Linked DNA regions of Pan troglodytes: region 2 is linked to region 1. The links are chromatin contacts, called in public Hi-C maps. All regions are on one chromosome and are shown on one strand. Each heading gives the region's core, a stretch centred on a gene start, on an enhancer-like site or on the middle of the called end of the contact. The rest is flanking DNA. Distances are from core to core; before and after follow the strand shown.

Region 1 (3,849 bases), core at 432-2,931:
CGCGGCTTCCCGGCCAGCACTGGCTCACATCCCCGCGCCGGCGGTCAGGCTGCGGCTCCCAGACATCCCCCAGCCGCGGGGTTACTGGAAGGCACCGGCATCGCTGCTCTGCAGAGCCCGGGCCGCCGCCTCCAGCTTCCCTCTCTTCCCTGCCTTCTGCAGCGGAGTCACCCGGCTAATCTTTCAGGATAAAGTCACAGTTTATGTGGGACTCATATAAAGAAAGAGCGAGGTGGCAAAACTAAGAAGCCCTGGGGCAGCCTTGAGTTAAACCCAGGGAGGGTAGGGACGATTTTAAGACCATGTATCATGACCTGCAGGGTTTTCAGGTGGGACAGCGGGAGAGGAGCAGGCCCCACAGAGGAATCGAGGATGCCCGGGTCACGCCAGGTCGGCCCCCGGGCAAAGCTACCCCTCCCTTCGCTTGTTACCTCCTCACGTGTTCTTGGCATGGCAGAGATTAAAAATGCAAGGAAAAAAATTACATGCGGAACGGACAAAATGTTCTCAGAGATTACTTCAGAAAAAAAAAAGTGAAATGCAGATTGTACTTCTTCCTTTAGTGCAGAGACGACTTTTATTTCCGCCCCCTCCCCTCCACATTCCTGACCTCTCCCTCCCCCTTTTCCCTCTTTCTTTCCTTCCTTCCTCCTCTTCCAAGTTCTGGGATTTTTCAGCCTTGCTTGGTTTTGGCCAAAAGCACAAAAAAGGCGTTTTCGGAAGCGACCCGACCGTGCACAAGGGCCATTTGTTTGTTTTGGGACTCGGGGCAGGAAATCTTGCCCGGCCTGAGTCACGGCGGCTCCTTCAAGGAAACGTCAGTGCTCGCCGGTCGCTCTCGTCTGCCGCGCGCCCCGCCGCCCGCTGCCCATGGGGGAGATGCAGGGCGCGCTGGCCAGAGCCCGGCTCGAGTCCCTGCTGCGGCCCCGCCACAAAAAGAGGGCCGAGGCGCAGAAAAGGAGCGAGTCCTTCCTGCTGAGCGGACTGGGTAAGCGCCGCCGCCGGCCCCGCTGGGGGCTTGGCTCACTTCCCCAGAGCGGCTCGGAGGCAGGGGCCGGCTTTCGTCGGAGTTCTCGGGGCCGGGGTCCCGGCGGCGGGAACGGGAGGACCTGGCAGGCGAGGTCGCGCGCGGAGGCCTGCGCCCCAGGGATAAACCCCGGAGGGTGGCGCGCACCGCCGGCTCGGGCTGGGGAGGAGGGTGGGGGTCCGGCCGCAGGACGGCGCCTGGCCAGGGAGAGGGTATCTGCAGGGACAGTGAGCTAAGCCACCGTGGCCGCCGCGCACCAGCCGGGAAGCGCTTCGGCGCTGCGAACCCGGCTTTCTCCGGCGGCGGAATAAATGAGAGAGGTGGAAAACTACCCCGGGCTCTCCGGCCCTCCCCGCCCCCTCCGCCGGCGCGTTCTCTCTCTCCTGCCCCAGGAGCCGATGGAGACTGATAACGGCCCTGCGCCAGGCCGTCCCCGGGCGGTCCTCGCGCCCCCGCCCGGGGCTCGCCCTCTCAATGGGGACAGAACCGCCCGCCGCAGGCAGCGTAGCCGCCAGCAAACCGCGAGGCCGTCGGGGCGGGGCGAGGGGCGAGGCGAAGGGCGAGGCGAAGGGCGGGGCCACTTCTCAGTGTCGCGCAGGCCCCGCCCCCGCGGCGGTGCCTTGTTTATAGGGCCGAGCGCGCGGCCTGGCGCAGCATACGCCGAGCCGGTCTTTGAGCGCTAACGTCTTTCTGTGTCCCCGCGGTGGTGATGACGGTGAAAACTGAGGCTGCTAAGGGCACCCTCACTTACTCCAGGATGAGGGGCATGGTGGCAGTTCTCATCGGTGAGTTCAGGAATCTTGTGGGACTTCTGCTCCAGGAGACGCAAAGTGGAAATTTTTTCAAAGTCCCGGATCAGATTAGTGTGTGTGGCGCCGGACGTTATGAAGCCGTCTAAACGTTTCTTTATTTCTCCTCCTTCATCCACAGCTTTCATGAAGCAGAGGAGGATGGGTCTGAACGACTTTATTCAGAAGATTGCCAATAACTCCTATGCATGCAAACAGTAAGTTTGACCGGATTTGAGGAAATAACTAGTATAGTTTGAATTTGCCAGCGGTAAACATTCTCATCACGGCGTTTATCGGGAAGGCGAAGACTTCTTCTGGGGTGGGGATCTCATTTCTCCTTAAATTCTAATATATTTGACACATTTTAAACATTAAAGTTAATTTGCTGATTTGGCTTGAACTGGAGATGTAAGATAAATGGTTCGTGTCGGCCGAATTCACGGCCTTTCTCCATGAGCAACAATCCTTATTTCTGTATTTAATGGGGTTTATTATTTTCTTTAACTGACTAATGTATTGGGGTATTTTCAGTTTAAACAGTGAATTATCCGGGTAGAAGTCGGTAGAGCCAGAAACTCACTTTTGATGTTGGTGTGCCCCCTAGTGGCGAGCTGGATTCTAAATCGTGCCCTTTATTCTCTGCAGCCCTGAAGTTCAGTCCATCTTGAAAATCTCCCAACCTCAGGAGCCTGAGCTTATGAATGCCAACCCTTCTCCTCCAGTAAGTTTTTGTATGTGCCGTGCATCTGTGGAGAACTGTAAGGGAGTCAGTTAGTATTCCTACATTAATGGATTAAAATAGCATTTCTAGAAATTAGTATCAAGGCAGGAATGCTTCATTATGGCATAACAAGTGATATAAATATTTAAGTATTGAGTCAGAGTATTATTTTTTTTCCTGGGCATATTTTACTTCCAAAGTGGTTATTTTAAAAGGCATATTTCATAAAAAGGTTTTATCTGTCTGAAACAACATGATTGTGTGCAGTTTCCATACTCATTTGAAATGTGATGAAATGTAGTTTTGAATGTTTATAGATGTATGGTCATTTGCATCAGTCATTTGTAGATGTAACATTTTCTACATCGTTTATATTATAGATGTCTTCCTTTGAAGCAATGGTATTAAAAGAAATTCTTTTTTTTTTTTTCTAGCCAAGTCCTTCTCAGCAAATCAACCTTGGCCCGTCGTCCAATCCTCATGCTAAACCATCTGACTTTCACTTCTTGAAAGTGATCGGAAAGGGCAGTTTTGGAAAGGTAATTTCAAATCTGAAGATCTTTTGGTACACTTCCTTCGTGTCCTCTTTTACATTCTCCCTGGATGAGGATAGAAAAATGATTTTTTTTAAATTGAAATTTCAGGTTCTTCTAGCAAGACACAAGGCAGAAGAAGTGTTCTATGCAGTCAAAGTTTTACAGAAGAAAGCAATCCTGAAAAAGAAAGAGGTATGAGATGTGCTTGATGGGGCTGGCATTGGCGGTAGACACTCCTTGAATAATCTTGATCCTGGAATGTTGGTGCCAAGTTGAAACATGCCACTAAATCTGAATCGTCATTTTCCTAGGAGAAGCATATTATGTCGGAGCGGAATGTTCTGTTGAAGAATGTGAAGCACCCTTTCCTGGTGGGCCTTCACTTCTCTTTCCAGACTGCTGACAAATTGTACTTTGTCTTAGACTACATTAATGGTGGAGAGGTGAGCAGGGGGGATAGAAGTCAACTCTTAGTGTCTCTGCACAGCCTGCTTTGTTTTAGTTTGAGAAAAAAGTTTTCAAAGATTTTTGGTGGGGAGAATGTTACCAGAATTAGCATTTCCTTCAACCTGTCAGGTTTATAGTTAATAGATTACTCGGGGCCACTTCCTGCAGTTGTTCTTTTGCTGTATATGTCAAAACTAATTAAATTCATTTGCAACCCAGAATGACTTTGTTCTGTCTCCCGCAGTTGTTCTACCATCTCCAGAGGGAACGCTGCTTCCTGGAACCACGGGCTCGTTTCTATGCTGCTGAAATAGCCAGTGCCTTGGG
Region 2 (3,849 bases), core at 765-3,264, 260 kb before region 1:
AGTTTTTTCTCATTATCTCATTTACTTTGGGGACCAATAACTTGTCCCCCTTTTGCAAACATGGGCAGAAACAATGAGTACTTTTTCATTTTGCCTCTAATGCTAAACAGTAGCTCCTTGAGGCTAGAACTACAGATCCGTTCTCTCTCTAATCCCCAGTTCCTACCACAGTGACTGGTAATAACTTTCAGTAATTATGTGCACGATGCACATTTCCTTGTTAACTAAATATTTTACTTATTTCGATTGTAACCTGTAACTTTTATAGAATCCTTGCAAGGTGACCAGAAAGCTCTTTTTTGAGGAGCATAATTCTTGTTTGCGCTATTTTTTTACTCGTGTCTTTTCCTAGTGATGATATTGTCTCTCCAGCACTCTCTCTCCTCCCCTCAACCCGTCCTTCTCCATCCCTGTTTCTGTAATCTCTTTATCCTAATTATAAGCTACTTAATAGAGAAAGAAAATAATTGTAACAAAGGGAAAATTTCCTTAAATGCATTACCTTTTTTCTGAAATTTGCAACAATGGCAGGATTCTTAGTAGAGCTAGCAAGCACCACTTACAGTTCTTAGGCAAAAAACCGAAGCCAAAGGACATCATCTGTCATGGAGAAAGACCCAATAGGGGAGAATATTTCCAAAATTCACATCATCAACAGCAGTATGAAATGAGAGTGATGCTAAGAGTCTGACATATACCAGCATGTAAGGGCCAGTCGCACTAGTGGGTGTCAGAGGTTACTTCTTCATTCATAGCTAAAAAGTGGAAGATGATTCATATGTCTTTGCTACTGATGTAAACAAAACACGGTAGGTGGACAGCACCCTCTGAGGGAGATGGAGATGCTGGTGAGTGGGTCGATAAGGAAGTCACTCTGCCAGCCGCCTCCTTCTTCCCAAATGTGCACAAACTCCACCTTGTAAGGTGTCCAAGGACAATGACTTATTCCACAGCAGGTGCAAACACTCAAGATTTCAGTGAGTGTCAACCTCAAATAGCTTAGGTGCTGAATCTAAATTCCACAATCTGTCGACCTGACATTGTCCTCTCTTCAGGTGTTTATATGGCCCTGGAAAAAGAAATAGTTCCATTACATAAAAGGAATTACAAAAATAATGCACCCAAACTCCAGAGAGTACTTACCGTCTTGCATCATTTTGCAATAGTTTCAGTTTCAGATCTGCATAGAATGTTGACCAGGGATAAGGATTAACAAATCTTAAGTATGAGCATTTTGGGTCTTTTATTTCCTTAATTTCATTGACAATAGCTGTGTCATTGACACTTTTTAGGCATATCATTATATGTATGCTCAGAATTCACTTCCAAGAGAGTAAAATATGGCAAAGGATCATTTTAATCCAGTTGTTATCTTTTTATTTATACCCAAATTTTGTATATCTTATATGACAATTGATTTCTACTTTATCTGGTTGTATGATGAGGATGAGTTATTTTTTAAAAACACACTGTTACTTATAACTTAAACCCAATTTGGGCTTCATAAGAATTGTCCTTCTTTCAGGCTAATATTTATGCTAACAATTGTCACAACCATAATGGAGGAAAAAAATATTTTAAGGACAAGAATGTCACTTGAGAATAAGTGAACACCCCCTGTGACTTGGCATTTCTTGGAAGAAAGGAAGGTGCTGTGACATGCCCCTGTCATTCTGAGGTCCTCTGGAAAGGGCTGTCGTTCACAGTTGCCTGGGCAAGGATGAGCAGGACGCATGTTTGGTGACTCAAAACATGCCGTTAAGAGTAACTAGGGTGGAACGATGCATAGCCACCATTTCAATTATGTTGGGCTATCAAAACTTTCTTAGGCAAAAGATTAAACATGTTTTTCACCAATTGTAATGGTGCTTATTTCGTTGTGTTTTGTTTTTTAAATGAGCTATTGTTAGTGCCTGTTTCTCAGAAACATAACTTACTGTAAGAATCCACACAGAGGCTTAGTCACACAGCCCACCCCTCCTTTGTGCGTTTCAGATGAACAAGGGGCGTGTCTGCAAAGCATTTGCCACTGACTCATTGCACTCCCCACACAGTGAGCGATGAGCAGTAAGTGACCAGGAAGATGACAGAATCCCATCATTGTTTTGGTATTTAGAAACTAGTAAACAGTGAAATCTTGTTTTAGCTACAAATAAAAACAAAAATATTCCATTCCTTTCTCTTCTCGAGGGTGTGCATAGGTGGAAGTGAATGTGCTCTTGTATGAGGACACATACACCTCGTTATTCAAATAGGTATGAGGAGACTCCAGAGAGCTGTGTTCTTAAGATCTATGTAGGAATAAGTAGTAGTTGCCAGATAGGGTTATTACCAAGGAAACCTAAGGCTGAAGTATATAAAAATCTGCCCACTGATGACTTTGTTTGACTTTCGGTTTTCTCATTTTAATTGCAGGATGCTCTGCAGCCTTACCATCCCTTAGTCTTTCCTCTACAAATATAGTATTCATAGTAATTCACTTAGTTTTCTATGACATTGAAATGAAAATTATAGGTATAAAAATTAGGTTTACAAAAATCATTTGGAATTCTTCTGCACTGAGGATTTGTCTACTCTCTCCTATTTGTTCAGTTCTTTAATCACTTATTTTCATCAGTATGGGCATGTGGATATTTATCTTAAGCTTTGAGTTATAGTCCAACAGTGCACTGTTGATCGATTGATTGATTTGCTTAAATTGTTTCAGTTTTGGCCATTGGGAACTTTTTCAGCCATGTGTCTTTTTGACATATTCCCATCACTGTGGATTTTTTTTTTAATTTTTTTATTTTTTGCTCTCATTTGAGTGCCTCCTTGCCTTCTGGAACTACAAGATGCTGCAGGCTTATCTTAGGTATTCCCTTCCCCGTCCTAAAATCAGCCATGTCTCCAAGTAACCATTGGAGAATGGTATTAGAAATCAAGATCGGGGCCGGGTGTAGTGGCTCACGCCTGTAATCCCAACACTTTGGGAGGCTGAGGCAGGCAGATCACCTGAGGTCAGGAGTTCGAGACCAGCCTGGCCAACATGGTGAAACCCTGTCTCTACTAGAAATACAAAAAATTAGCCGGGCTTGGTGGTGGGCGCCTTGAATCCCAGCTACTTGGGAGACTGAGGCAGGGAATCACTTGAACCCGGGAGGTGGAGGTTGCACTGAGCCGAGATCACACCATTGCACTCCAGCCTGGGGGACAGAGCGAGACTCCATCTCAAAAAAATAAATAAATAAAAGAAATCAAGATCTTCTTGCTACTGGAATGTTGACAGAACAGGGAAATATATACGTGTGTTCTAATAATTATATGTACACATATCTATAAGTATTTATATATGTAATTATTCGTATCTATATTAAGCTAAATGTGAGTGCATACAGTTGTCTCAACTCTAATCCTATACCACATGGATCATTCTAGCCTCTTTCCTGTCTTTGTATGTCACCTTCCACTCCAACAGTGAGAAACCTGGCTCCCACCATCCACCATCCACTCATTTATTTGCTCAATACCAGTACACATGAATAACGCCCTCAAAATCAAACTATACTCCTGAGATGCAACTTTATTGACGAGAATACAGTGCTTACCTACAGTTTATTTTGCCTTTGGTCTTGTAGTCTCCATTCATTTCTAAAGTTGTTTAGGTCAGCAACTTTCCTCCCACCCCCTTCAGGGAAATTATTTTATACATCTGTAATACACTTAGATTGTTTTGTCATAGCCTGCACTCCATTCTGGGATCCCCTAATATCCTAAGTGATTTTTCAAAAATTTGTATACATTAGGGTGCACAAAAAGCAATTTTTTGTGCTGTAACGTTCTACTCACCACTCAAGGACTCTGGTGTAA

What was found. Hi-C and Micro-C count contacts between places; a contact is called where the count stands out from the background.
Region 2: a Hi-C map of stem cell-derived neural progenitor cells shows a contact between it and region 1, with 3 times the contacts expected there. The contact joins the enhancer-like site here to the promoter of SGK1 in region 1. A contact is called at or near these places in 2 of 7 Hi-C or Micro-C datasets (induced pluripotent stem cells and stem cell-derived neural progenitor cells).

The regions. Positions count from the first base shown.
Region 1 is chr5:146,038,490-146,042,338 of NHGRI_mPanTro3-v2.0_pri, reverse strand. It overlaps SGK1 (serum/glucocorticoid regulated kinase 1), which reads left to right and starts at 1,681. Exons shown (of 12, transcript NM_001302422.1): 1 at 1,681-1,812; 2 at 1,958-2,033; 3 at 2,464-2,539; 4 at 2,974-3,078; 5 at 3,184-3,267; 6 at 3,387-3,518; 7 at 3,767-3,849. The coding sequence starts at 1,737.
Region 2 is chr5:146,301,311-146,305,159 of NHGRI_mPanTro3-v2.0_pri, reverse strand. The region is part of intron 4 of LOC104006989 (a long non-coding RNA gene); the gene reads left to right. Among named protein-coding and RNA genes, the nearest start is that of SGK1, 260 kb to the right of the region's middle. Within about 2 kb of position 2,014, at least 8 of the 24 cell types and tissues checked have an H3K27ac peak or open chromatin away from gene starts, as enhancers often do. A contact at or near this core is called in stem cell-derived neural progenitor cells, where this site is marked.